Linked DNA regions of Mus musculus: regions 1 and 2 are each linked to region 3. A link is a contact called in public capture Hi-C data. All regions are on one chromosome and are shown on one strand. Each heading gives the region's core, a stretch centred on a gene start, on an enhancer-like site or on the middle of the called end of the contact. The rest is flanking DNA. Distances are from core to core; before and after follow the strand shown. Region 1 has its middle 27 kb from the start of A330102I10Rik. Region 2 overlaps 2610307P16Rik (RIKEN cDNA 2610307P16 gene). Region 3 overlaps Cdkal1 (CDK5 regulatory subunit associated protein 1-like 1).

What was found. Capture Hi-C pulls out chosen DNA fragments and counts their contacts.
Region 1: a contact with region 3 is called in a capture Hi-C map of embryonic stem cells, with 2.8 times the contacts expected there. The contact joins two enhancer-like sites. A contact is called at or near these places in 1 of 15 datasets of contacts at CTCF or cohesin (the NIH/3T3 cell line), 2 of 115 datasets of contacts at active chromatin or transcription factors (cardiomyocytes and embryonic basal ganglia) and 1 of 9 other capture datasets (embryonic stem cells).
Region 2: a contact with region 3 is called in a capture Hi-C map of embryonic stem cells, with 2.5 times the contacts expected there. The contact joins two enhancer-like sites. A contact is called at or near these places in 1 of 115 datasets of contacts at active chromatin or transcription factors (differentiating embryonic stem cells) and 1 of 9 other capture datasets (embryonic stem cells).

The regions. Positions count from the first base shown.
Region 1 is chr13:28,987,199-28,991,830 of GRCm38.p6, forward strand. No RefSeq gene overlaps it. Among named protein-coding and RNA genes, the nearest start is that of A330102I10Rik, 27 kb to the right of the region's middle. Within about 2 kb of position 2,068, at least 47 of the 459 cell types and tissues checked have an H3K27ac peak or open chromatin away from gene starts, as enhancers often do. A contact at or near this core is called in embryonic stem cells, where this site is marked.
Region 2 is chr13:28,717,149-28,721,503 of GRCm38.p6, forward strand. The region is part of intron 3 of 2610307P16Rik (RIKEN cDNA 2610307P16 gene); the gene reads right to left. Among named protein-coding and RNA genes, the nearest start is that of Mir6368, 8.5 kb to the left of the region's middle. RefSeq lists an enhancer at 498-2,293. Within about 2 kb of position 1,478, at least 92 of the 459 cell types and tissues checked have an H3K27ac peak or open chromatin away from gene starts, as enhancers often do. A contact at or near this core is called in embryonic stem cells, where this site is marked.
Region 3 is chr13:29,636,307-29,640,355 of GRCm38.p6, forward strand. All of the region lies in intron 8 of Cdkal1 (CDK5 regulatory subunit associated protein 1-like 1), which reads right to left. Among named protein-coding and RNA genes, the nearest start is that of Cdkal1, 220 kb to the right of the region's middle. Within about 2 kb of position 1,770, at least 55 of the 459 cell types and tissues checked have an H3K27ac peak or open chromatin away from gene starts, as enhancers often do. A contact at or near this core is called in embryonic stem cells, where this site is marked.

The sequences.
Region 1 (4,632 bases), core at 818-3,317, 650 kb before region 3:
TCTAGGAAACAGATCCTGCAATTGTATCTCTTTTATTGATGAGGAAGCAGAGGAAAGTCCTATAAGTATGTTGCCTGGGGCTATTCTGGGTCTCCTCTTTTAGCCACAGAACTATATTGTTAAACTTCATTATAGTACAAAACATATTACTCTACTTAAATGTCAATGGAATGACCCACAGAATGAATCACTCAGAGTGAGCACAGGGGTATTTAAACATCTTACTTTGTACGTGTGCTGTATCAGTGTATATGTGTTTGAGTGTGTATGTGGGGTATGTGTGTGTTTACATGTGTGTAGCCCAAAGACTGATGCTGGTGCCTTCTTCCATCCCCCTCCACCTTACTTTCTGAGGCAGTGTCTCTCACTGAATCTGGAACTGTCTATTTAGGCTGGCTGGGGTCCTACAGTCTTTGTCTCTACAGCGAAAGGATTAAGGCCACCATGCCCATTTTTTTATGTGGGCTCTAGGGATCTGAACTCGGGTCTCCAAGTTTGTGCTTCAAGCAATTTATTACCTGAGCCATCTCACCAGCTCTTGTTTTTCTCCCCTCCCTCCTTCCCTCCCTCCCTTCCTCCCTTCCTCCCTCCCTCCCTCCCTCCCTCCTCCTCTCCCTCCTCCTCTCCCTTCTCTCCTGTTTCTTTGAGAGAAGTTTTTGTTTGCTGTGCAGTACAGATTCCCTTTGAATTCATAATTCCCTCTTTCAGCCTCCCACAGAGTGGAATATACGGTATACCATCACGCTCAGTTGTTTTTTAAGTAACCTAGAAAATATTTTCATGTGTTATATGAGCAAGTAATTTAAAAATACTTGTCTGGAGATTTAATTTTTTGTTTCTAATATTATCTTGCTGTCTTAGTTAGGTTTTCTATTTCTGTGACAAAACACCAAGGCCAAAGTCAAGTTGAGGAGGAAAGGGTTTATTTCATCGTACACTTTCAGGTAACAGTCCACCATTGAGGGGAATCAGGGCAGGAATTCAAGCAGGGCAGGAACTTGGAGGCAGGAACTGATGTTGAGGCCATGGTTGGAGTGCTGCTTACTGGCTTGCTGGCCATGGCTTGCATTGCCTGCTTCAACCTAGGGGTGACATCACCCACAACGGCCTGGGACCTCCTCTGTCAATCAAGAAAATGGACCACAGGCTCTGCAGAAGGTCAGGCTGATGGGGACAACTTCTCAATTGAGGTGCCCTCTTCCAAAATGACTCTAGCATGTGTCAAGTTTCCGTAAAAGTAGCAGCACACCTACATATCCCATATACCTGAGCTGCAACTCTATCACTGCATCTTAAGCTGCAACCTTCATAGAGTTCCCATTTTGGAACAGAGTCATTTCCTGCCACAGGTCACCAGGAGGTGACTTAGAGCCTGTTTTCCACTGGGCTGTGCATGATCCAGCTGGACCAGTAATTATCAAGCCGGTTGTAATTCATTAAAAAAAAAAATCTTTCTTCATTTCCTTTTTGTATCTTTTTTCGTTGGATGCATTTCCTGCACTCTAAATTCCCTTCTCTGCCTGTTTAAGAAATGCTCTGTAGACAGTTAATAGAGTCTATTTGCATTGCATTTGTTTGTTGATTTGATTTCGCAATGATCTCTTTGTCTCTTCATTTCTAAAGCAAGGCTTGGCCTGTTTTTACCAGTCAACATGCAAATTTTTCTAGAGGCTGGCCTCTACAGTCCAGTAGCAAAAGAATTTCGGTCTTGTAGAAAATATTTGCATTTGGATGATGGGCTCCTACCACACTCGGCCCCGCTGCACCTGGATGCAAATCCAGGAAGCCTTTGCTTAGAGGCAGGCTCCAGAAAGGGGAGGGCTCAGCTGCGTGCTGTTCCATTATACGAAGAATGACCTGGTGTTCAAAACAGGATTTGGAGAAGCCTTGATTTTTGTCCGTTGTGGAGATCCGTGTATGTGTGAGGCCCTTGGAGACTGGTAGTCAAGTGTGTATTGCTAGTCTGATCTGTCAGTCACTCAGGCCTTTCCCTCCTCCGCGTCTCCCTGGGCTGCTCCATCAGGAGAGGTTATCAGGTTCCCCTCAGGCTCTTTAGAGTCACTGAGTAAACTGGAGTAAAGTCTGCTTAGGAATGTGTTTCTCAACAGCACCCAGCAACTTCCTTCCGGGAGCAGTGGTTCTCAGCTTTCCTAATGCTGTGACCCCGTTAATACAGTTCCTCAGGTTGTGGTGACCCCCAGCCATAAAATTATTTTGTTGTGACTTCATAACTGTACTTTTAGCTACTGTTATGAATTGTAATGTAAAGATCTGATATGTAGGATATCTGATCTGCAACCCCTGTGGGGGTCGGGACCCACCGGTTGAGAATGGCTGCAACTGGAGTATTCTTAAGGCTGCAGAGGAGTTATTTGCAGGCGGTTTATGTTTGCCTGCTCTGGTGCTCACTATCTAGACAAGATTGTCCTGGAAATGGGAGGCTGGTCGCTCTGTTTCTCCTCCCCCAGTGAAGTTCTTCAGGATGCAAGCTAACAGTTTCACTGGGAAGAGTAAAGTCTGAGGAGGAAATACAAGTGGGGAGTTACAGGGAGAAGGAGATGTAGTGTGCTCTGTGCCCCACTTTTTAGAGAGAAAGAGAGAGAAAAGAAGGAAGGGAAAAAAAAAGAGCTGTAATTTCCTCCAGCATTGGGCTTTGTGTTTTAGACTGTGAATCAGAGAATCATTTAGGACCCATTGCTTGCCCAAATCAAAGAGGAAGTGAAGCCAGAAGCATCGTATAAAGCACAGCCAATTACCTGAGGATTATTTTACAGGTCTGAATAGAGAGAACACGGCTTTAGAATTAGCTACGATAGCTCAATATGTTAATCCTGTGTAAAAATTAAATCAGGGTGCTCATCATACACTCTGTATTTCTCTTAATGTGGTTTTACTAAATAGGGATTTTTCAAGAGTGGCTCATGACTGCTAATGCAGTCATTATGCTGACGAAGTGTTACGCACTGTAAGAAGGAAGAAAACTGAGCTGGTTAGACATTTTATCTAATTACAATGTTCCATTAAAAAATAATAATAAAATAAAAGTGTCCAGGGGCTGGAGAGATGGCTCAGCAGTTAAGAACATTAGCTAGTCTTCCAGAGGACTGAGGTTTGGTTCCCAACGTGCTGGTGTCAAGTCATGGGCATCTGTAACTCTAGTCCCAGGGGATCCTGTGCTCTCTTCTGGTCTCTGAGGACATCAGGAGTGCCTATGTGTGGTGCATAGATAGACATGCAGGCAAAACACCCATACACATAAAATTTAATAACAGCCGGGTGTGGTGGTGCACGCCTTTAATCCTAGCACTCGGGAGGCAGAGGCAGGCGGATTTCTGAGTTCGAGGCCAGCCTGGTCTACAAAGTGAGTTCCAGGACAGCCAGGGCTATACAGAGAAACCCTGTCTCAAAAAACCAATAAATAAATAAATAAATTAATAACAACAAAGTGTCCATATGCTGGATATACTATCAAGGCTTAACTCCAAAGGTAGCTTCCTAGCTTCCTCCTCTTTCCTTCCAAGGGACTTATGGGTTTACCAGTTTTACAAGATGAATTGAACAGATGTCACCCCTTTAACGACCTTCTACAGGAGGCTGGGGAGGTGGCGCAGTGCTTAAGAGCACTTGTTGCTCATACAGAACACCTGGGATTGGCTTCCAACACTACAGAGTGCCTCTCGGCCTTCTGAAACGCCAGTAACAGGGAGATCCAAGCATTCACATTCCCTCCCCCCCCCCATATTAAAAATGAGATCAATCTTTAAGTTTTTGTTTTTGCTTTTGTTTCTGAGACAAAATTTCTCTGTGCATACCTGACTGTCCAGGAACTCACTCTGTAAACCAGGCTGGAGCTGAACTCAAATATTCATCTGCCTCTGCCTGCTCGGATTAAAGGTGTATGCCACCATTGCCTAGCAAAATCAATCTTTAAAATAAATAAATAAGTAAACAAATAAATACCTTCTACAGTAACCGCTGTCTCATTGAGCTTTAAACTTCTGGAAAGTTACTCCTTCGTGTAATTTTAGGAGCCCTGGAGTTTATATTGAGTTTCAAGAGAGAATAACTAATATAGAACAATTCTATGTGCTTTCATTTCCCTGTAGCCCAATGCGTACACTGTGTGTGCTTCTTTTTGCTGTAGCCGTCACTACAGTGATAGACAACATCTGTTTTCATGGTAGCTTTCGGTATTCCCAATTCAGAGAGAAATGTTATCATGTAAAATAGTGGACTCTCATACTTGAGAGATGGAAAACTTACCAGAAACCGAGAGAGAACTGATAGCAACAGGACAGGTTTCAATCTGAAGTTCCGGTGTGCTCTGAACTCTACAGAATCAGAGAGATTTTTAAGAAGAGCTTGTGCTTGTATGTACTGGTCACAGGAGTGTAGTGTGTTAGTAGGGGTGCTTGCAGGGGTGTGGGTAAGAGTGCACGGTTGCTCGATCTGCCAAGGTGGAGTCTTTGAGCAGCTTTAGAAAATGAAAGCATTCTCAAAAGGACCACACTGGAGTTTAGAAGATGGTAGACAGCTGCGCTGGTCAGAATGGAGAGTCCCAACAGTCAGGAGTCGCAGACTCAGGAAAGGACTCAGTGCAACCCGGCCAGCTCTGTCCCATCAACCATGCTG
Region 2 (4,355 bases), core at 228-2,727, 920 kb before region 3:
CTCCTAAGGGTTCTATTGCCTTCCCAAAGATAGCTGGGCACCAGTTGGGGAGCAAGTGTTCAAACCCACGTGCCTTCGGAAGCATTTCACTTTCAAATCCCTCCAACTCCAGTTCAAAGAGATCAGCAAGCCACTGGGCTTTCTACTGTCTTCCTTTCCGACAGTAGATGTTCGGACAGTTCTGACAGTCAAGCCCATCTGTTCTTGCTGTTTAGCATCTCGTGTCCATTTCATGATGAGCGTTTACTTCTAGTGTGAATCTCGCTCCAACTTTCAAGTACCCCCACGAGATGGTCTACTGAAGTCGTGAAGGGATAAATGAATTCTTACAGAGACATCATTCATACATTTATCTTGCATATTGAGCTTCTTCTAAGGGTGCTCATGGGGGTTGGGGGGAGGGGAAGCTGCCCACTGATGACTTGATCTCCACCTCCTTCCTCAAAGCAAGATCCCTGATGCAATTATGTGCCATCCTGATTTGGGACAGAGTGGGCGGCAGCAACTTGCATTTTTAGCTCTTAAGAGGAGCTCAAGGCCATATGTAGCCAAAGTGTAGAGATTATATACTAAATATAGACTAGGGAGAATCTATGTGGTATAATTGTGGATTTCTAAGTTTTGATCTCCAAGCCACAGGAACTTAGGGATCTATTCAGAGCAGTAGACTGCTTAGCAAATGCTTCATGCCCGCACTCCCACCCTAATCATTTCTTTCCTTCAAATAGATTGGGTTCTAGCCCAGACTACTCTCAATTCTTATCCTTTCTCTCCATATTTCTCTATTAATGCTGTCTATCTGGCTATTTGTTCGTTTTCTCCCACAAACGCTTCATCTGAGGGTGTAGGCAGTCTCAGTGTTTGCCAAGTGCGCAAAGATTTAGGTGTGATAATGTGGTGTCTACACACCTGGCGCCTGAGTTAGTTCTCAATAGCCATCAGTAATTGAGAACAAAGAAAACTGCAATGTGGCAGGTTTTCCTTTTTCTTTTTTGAGGGGCAGTTTCAGACATTGAAAAATACAACTTGATGGGGGGAGGGGTTCTAACACCCATTGGGATCCCATTTGGCCTGGGCAGAAGGAAAAAGTGGTGTGTAAACCAGACACATCTGACAGGGAGCACTTAATGAGAAGGCCTAATACGGCATCCGGCCTTTGTTCGTGTCTATAAGCATCTTTTAGGGGAAAAAAGAACCCAAGTACAAGGGGAGGAAGCGGCTGGACGGCTGATTTCTAATTAGCTCCCTCACATCACTGGAGGAAGAGGAAAACGGGTCTGGCTACTGTTTCCTTCAGTTTGCGGCAGCTTTATCTGAGGGTGAGGCGTGAACACAGCCTCCCAAATGTTGTGGAGTGTACTTGGGTTCAAAAGTTCAGCAATATCTGGACAAAGGATAGGCCTCTCCCCGGGAAGGACAGTCTAGGGGCCGCAGATGGGACTGTGGGAATCGAATCCTGCTCCTCCCACACCCACCATCTGCAAAAGCTGGGGACTTTGCAAAGGCCCTGCCCTTCAGGCCCAGAGTCTTTACTCAAACTGCACCTGTCCAGGATTAGGTTTCCTGCCACTGAATGATGGCTTCTTTCATTTAGTCTGCAAACAGCTGTCACATGATCAAGTGGGAGCCAGGCAGAGGGAGCCAGACAGCCCCTCAGAAAAAAAAAAAAAAAAAAAAAAAAAAAGGCTGAGCAGGACATGGACTTGGGTGATTCATCTTCAAAAAACCTATTCCTGAAATGCTTTTGTGTGTTGATATCACTTCGTGTCTCAGCTCACAGATAATTACAGCCTGCCAGAGAGACACAGCTCTAACCTGGAAAAGAGACCGTCCCCATGACTCATTAGAGCGTCTAAGGATGAATGAGACTCATTGTCTCCCCCTTTTCCCTTTGACCCCCAGAGATTGCTAAATCTATGGTTTCTAACCTTGTGAAAATGAGGGGACACTTGAAAAGGAATCCGGCAGCTCCCTGGAACCTGAGCCACTGGAACCTGAGCCAGGGCTGCACTGCTGCGATGAGCTGCACCTGCTGGCAGGACATTTTTGCTAATTCAAGTGCTGTGCCTGCACCTTGGGAAAAACAACCTTGGACAGCCATTTCATCAGGGAGTGAAAGAGACTCCCAAAGACATTTCACTGAAGACAGGGCTTGAAGATGGCATGGCGGGGAGTCATATAACATTTGGGTTCGGATCTGGTGAGATTCAACAGTCCCAGACATACAGGGAGATACATTATTATGATCACTCACGAGCAAAGTAAAATATTACAGAAAAGGAGAAGGCCATTTATTCAAGCAAACTTTATAACAATAGAGAATCGTGACTTTCCTTTTAAAAGACAGTTCTGTATTCAACTGAAGGAGCTATAGCTATACACAAGTCTTCCCAATGGTTAATGGAAATGGTTATAAATATAAATACAGAACCAGTAGGGATGAAGGGTTGGTTGTCTAACTGTCTCAAACCCCCAAACATCCAAACTCAATTCAGTGGTTAGAGAAATGCCAGGGAGTAGCTTCCCTTCTGAGAGCATCACTCCTAGGTACCCAGAATACCATTGGGTTTTTCCTATACACACCTAGGACATGTCACAAGTGTGTTCCTCCCACTCAACACGCGTCTGTAAATAAACATCCCAGATCAGCAAGGTGCAAAGGCAGACTCATTAAGATTTGACTGACAACACACAAAAGGCAGCCGAGTCAGACTAAGAAAATTATGATTTAAGAAATCAATGTTAAAGGGCAAGGAGATGGCCCAGTTAGTAAAGTATTATATGTGCCAACATGAGGATCTGAGTTTGGGTTCCCCAGCACCGATATATAAAGCCAAACCTGGAAGTATGCTACTGCTATAAGTCCATTGTTGGAGAGGGAGAAACAGGACGAGACCTGGTGCTTGGTGCCAGGAAGCACAGCCAAATCATGGGGTTCCAGGTATAGTAAGAGACAGTGAAAAAAATAATGTGAAGACTAATAAAAACACCCATGTCTACATCATACCCGCACACACTTGCACATACTCATATACAAAGATACACACAAATATGCACATATGCATAATACACTATGTGCGCTCGTGCACACATGCGCGCACACACACACACACACACACACGTTTTATAGAAGTACTTTCGATTACCCACCCCTTGTTTCAAGCCTTGCAAGTGCCAACCTTGGCTCTCAGCACACTCGGATGTGGCAAGGCTGACAGGAAGGAATTCCTATCTTCTGCATTAGCACTTAGTGTCTGCAAATGTCAACTGTGGTGCCCAGGTGTTGCAAAGCGTCTGTCTTCCTCTTAAAGCAACAGGATGCGACAGACTGAATGCCTGTGGGTGATTACGGCAGTATTCAAGTGAAGGCCAAAAGGACAGAGCACATGAGAAATATAATAATTCGTTCAAAATGTCCTAACTGAAGTGCCTCCTTTTAGATGACAAAATGGATTTCATACATTTCAGGGTTCTTTTTTTCCTTTTTTCTTTCTTTTCTTCTTCTTTTTTTTTTTTTTTTAAATAAGGGGTAGGGGGAGAAAACAGGCAGATCAGTTTATTTTCTGAGCACAGCATTAATGACAAGATGACATCACCAGCAGCCAATCGGAAAGCTCTCTGGTGTCTGGTGTTCTAACACCATTTCATATTTATGGATAAGCACCAGAAGGGTGTCAACCCAGAGCTGCGTTCCCCTCCCCTCCTCACTTCTAAATAAAGTTCCTGCTTTCATTCAGCAGCCAAACTGGAAAAGTTTTCGAAAGGCGATGGGGGAGGGGAGGCTCATGGAGGCGCTCCCTCCCTCGCAGACCGTTTTCTGAGAATGCTCAACAGTAACGACAGGGTTGGGGAAATGGCTAGGACCTGTACCACTACTCCCTGCAAGGCTTGCCAAGGCCCTCCAGAGGGTCTGCACAGTCCTTCACCATGGAGCACAGTCTAGGCTTCACTGGGAAAGCCCTAAACACTGAAAAATAACAGACTTGTGCACAAAAGAAGGAGTTGGGGAACGCCTTACACGAGAAATGGATGCTAGTGACCACTGTATTGTTTTAAGTTATTCTCTGGTTCCTACTACATTTCCTAACCCGCAATGTAGTTTAGAGAAGAAAAGTTGATCTAGTCCTAGTTAATCCCAAGTCAACCCCAGACTGACTTGAGCATTGTAACTCAGCCTACCGTCCTACCAGATCTGTGAAGGCCAGGATTGCCCATGAACCCAAGGAACGGGTCAAGACAACAAAACCTTCATATACACGAGTGGCTAGCCACTAACCTGGAGCCTCCTAGGAGGTGTGGCAAGAACATTTCTATTCAGTCTCGAATCAACAATCCATGTCAACAGAAATGGAGAG
Region 3 (4,049 bases), core at 520-3,019:
CCCATGGGATAATGCCTCCAAATTCACAGTAGGTCTTTCCCCCTCTCTTGAACTCAAAACTGTCTCTCTGAGATTCTGGATCTCATCTGGTTAACCAAGGACAACTCACCATTACTCTTTCCTCCTCCAAGACTCTAAGCTATCTCCTGTCTCTACCATCACACAGCTGGGATTATAAGCATATGCCGTCACAGAAATCGAGTAGAGCCCAGGACCTCAGGCATGCTAGGCCAGAATTCTACCAGCTAACTGAATACACCTTCAGCCACCAGAACTGTATTATTGAATCTTCCATGTAACCCTGACAAGCTTTTAATGTTTCATATACTAATATATGCCATAAAAGGCCTTGATAATGACTGCTCCATTTTAATTTCTCACTTCTTTGGTGTTACAGAAAGCTGACTTCTACATGGAATATTTAGTGTTTGAAAATTAAAGTCTATCAATTACCTTGAAATCTCATAAAGAGAGATGATTTTTGTTTAAATATATATTTATAAGTTATATACAATTTACATATACATATGTGTATATAGATACATATATGTGTGAGTGTGTTCATATGTAGGGACTGGGGACATAGCTCACAAATCAAGAGCTCTGACTGCTCCTCCACAGGATCTGAACTTGGTTCCCAGCATCAATGTTGAGCAGTTCACAATCACCTGAAATTTCAGATTCAGGGAATCTGATACTCTCTTCTGGACTCCATAAATACTGGTGTAAGTGTACTTCACACACACACACACACACACACACACCACATAAATAAACATACACAAACCTGAAAGTGTGTAAAGCTGTCCAATCACAGATGGAGAATGATACATGAAGCACGGACAGCACTCACTGTTCCAGACTCTAAAGACTCACTACCCAAAACCTTAAAAGCACCCCGCGAAGTGCTGCCACTGGCATTCTCTCCAAAGATGAAACAGACATAGAAACATAAATAATCTGACAAATATCGCAAACATTGCACAGCTGGTTAAGTAGGTGAACCAGACAGTCTGGCTCCACTACACATGGCTGCAACCATTACACACGCTACATGTCATAACCTATTGGAAATAAAGATAAGTTTGATAATGCTTAACAAGCTCTTTAATGGGAACATAATAGAAACTATTTCAGTTGTCTTGCTGATCCCAGTATTATTTTGCTTTTCTTTTTAACTGTAAACCACTATCCTAAAAGTCTATGTGTCTTGGAGGGTTAAACACACAAGTGAAGCCTACATTTCTGGTAATGCTCATTACTGTTAGGAAAATAGTCAACAAAGATTACAAAGGGCTACTTGTTAAAACCTTCTGCAAAAAGGCAAGCATGGAAGAACATGGCAGCCCAGCACTGAGAGGCTGAGGCAGCACTGTAAGGTTAGGGCCAGCTTTAAACGAAACACAAGAAAACTTCATTTTCTTTCTAGTTTGGTGATGAGTATATGAATATACTGACTGGGATTGGTACTTGGCACAATAAGGAAATAAACATATTATCTTTGGAGGACATAAAAGAGCAGGTGACTAATGAGAACTTTCACAAACTGGCACATGATGCAAACTTTCAGCACATCAGCTGCCCGGGGTTGAGGTGTAGGTAGACTACCCAAAATAATTAGAGGTCTGCAGGAAGCACAGAGTTCATGCTAAGTGTGACTCATGCATCTCACAGCAAAACAAAATCCTCCAGACATTTATCTCTTCCAAACAAGACACTGGGCCTGGCAGCGGCCCACAAGCAAGAAAGAGCACGTGAAAGTCAGACACTCATGTGCTGGTTAAAAATAAAACGGTGAGGAGGCTCGTGACGAGCCATGACTCCAAGCTGACCTCTAAGACACACAATGCCATTTATAACATCCACAGAGTTTCAAAACACCTGAAAGCAGCAACATTCACAAGACAACTCAGAAGGAAAACTAAAGACCACTTAGTAAGTCGGAGTCCCATTAAGATCTGCTCCCTCTGAAGAACAAAATCCCAAGATGTCTGTCACACTGGCTTCAGTGATGAAGCCTCTGTCCCTGTGAACATGAGGTCAGTGTAGTCACCCCTCCCTGCCGTTAGCTATGTAGGCTGAGTCCACAGGTGTGAAGAAGAGATCTACCTAGCCCAGCCTCCCTCCTGAAGGAGAGAAGGCTACAGACAGGCTGCCACCGGTACCTCCACACTGATTCTGTTTGAAAGGTTGTGAAATCATGACCCAGAGCAAGAACCCTTTCAGACACAATTCAGGTCCCAGCTGTTAGGAAAGACAAAATGTTCCAAAAGAACTCACCTCCCCACCCCACCCCGCAAAAGTCAATAAACAAAATGGGAAACCAAACCCAAGGAAGCTGCCATGAAAGTAAGAGCACAAGGCTGAGGCCTGGGACGGAGCCTGACCAAGTGTATTTAACAGGGTCTCACTGAGTCACAACTAATAACCAGCTAGTACCTATAGCAACAAACAGGAGCCATTTGTGATCCATTATTGTACTATTATCATCAGCAACATTTGTAGATTCTTTCTAGATTTATATGCATGGATGTTTTGCCTGAATATATGTATATGTTAACTATGTGCATACCAATGGAGGTCAGAAGAGAGTATTGGATCCCCAAGAACTGGAATTAAGATGGCTGTGAACTATATGTGAATATACATGAACTATATATGAAGATGCTGAGAATTGATCCTAGGTCCTCTGTGAAAGCAACAAGTGCTCCCTCCAAACAACTGAGCCATCTCTCCAGCCACAGCAACAGTGTTAAAGTAAATGCAGACTGTCACTGAGTGATACACATCCAGGCCCAGAGCTATCAGAGGAACAAGGACATGTTTCTTATGTTCAGGGCAGTAGGTAGAAAGCCACAAGGATACATGGTGTCATTACTAAGGGCTGGGGGTTGGGGGTGGCAGAGACAAAGAGAGAGACAGAGAGAAATACAGAGAGAGATAAAGAGAGAGACAGAGACAGAGAGAAATACAGAGAGAGACAAAGAGACAGGGACAGAGAGCAGCAAAACCCTATAAAAGCAACTGAACACTCCCTCTCCCTCTGCATGCATCTGCTTAGGCCAGTAACTATCTTTTACCAACCAGTAACCCACTTACACCCCTTAATAAGCGCCCAAGCTTCGGAGGGGCTCAGTTTAAAAACCTGTTATAATCATGTACAAATAAATCCATCCTGCCCACTGAAATCAGTAATTCCATATAGACTTTATTGAACATTTAACCTGTGTGTGAGGAATAAAAAGGTGACTAGACTATAAAGTTTGAAGAGTAAAGATTCCACAAGAAAGGGATAGAAAGACACCGTGGAAAAGAAGACTCAGGAGAAGAGCTACACATAAGAGAAAGGATTAATAATGAAAACCCAACAACAGTCCCAAATACCACCAAGAGCTCAAAATTGAGAAATTGCTCTCTTTAGCCTCATCAGAAGAAAACTGGGGAGCATGCAGGGGTGTGAAGGCAGCAGAAATCTAAGTAAATATTCAGCCAGATTTAGCAGTTAACCACAAGCTGCAGGTAGAAGAGTTAAAATGTCTTACTTTTTTATTACCGCAAATACACCACTTCACTGAGTATTTATTCAACAGGATTTACTGGGCCATGGCATTGCTTCTAGACAATCTATGTGTATCGGCCTCTCAGGAAAGAGTGTAACAGCCCCCCATTTCCTGCCTGCTAGAAAGTCTACCATATGTGAACTGTTCTCTACAGTCTGGGCAGGATCAGAAAACCGCTTCAGACACTACAGTGCTTCAAAGTGGGAAGAGGTCCTTTGCATGATTCCATAACTTCTGCCCACCAAGGAAGCACTCCATTAATGGCTTTGAAGGAGCAAGCAGTCACAGGGTAGGCACCGCACTGCACAGAACTCCGGGTAACCTCCAGTGGAGCTCCAATAAGAGACTAGGGACCTTGACACAGCAGCCTATAAAGAACTGCATGTTCCAAAACACACAAAACTTGGGAAAGTCTCCTCCTGGTTACAAGAGACTTAAATGCATGGCAGCTACTGCAAACATCTTACTGCAGGCTGGCTGAAGAGTACA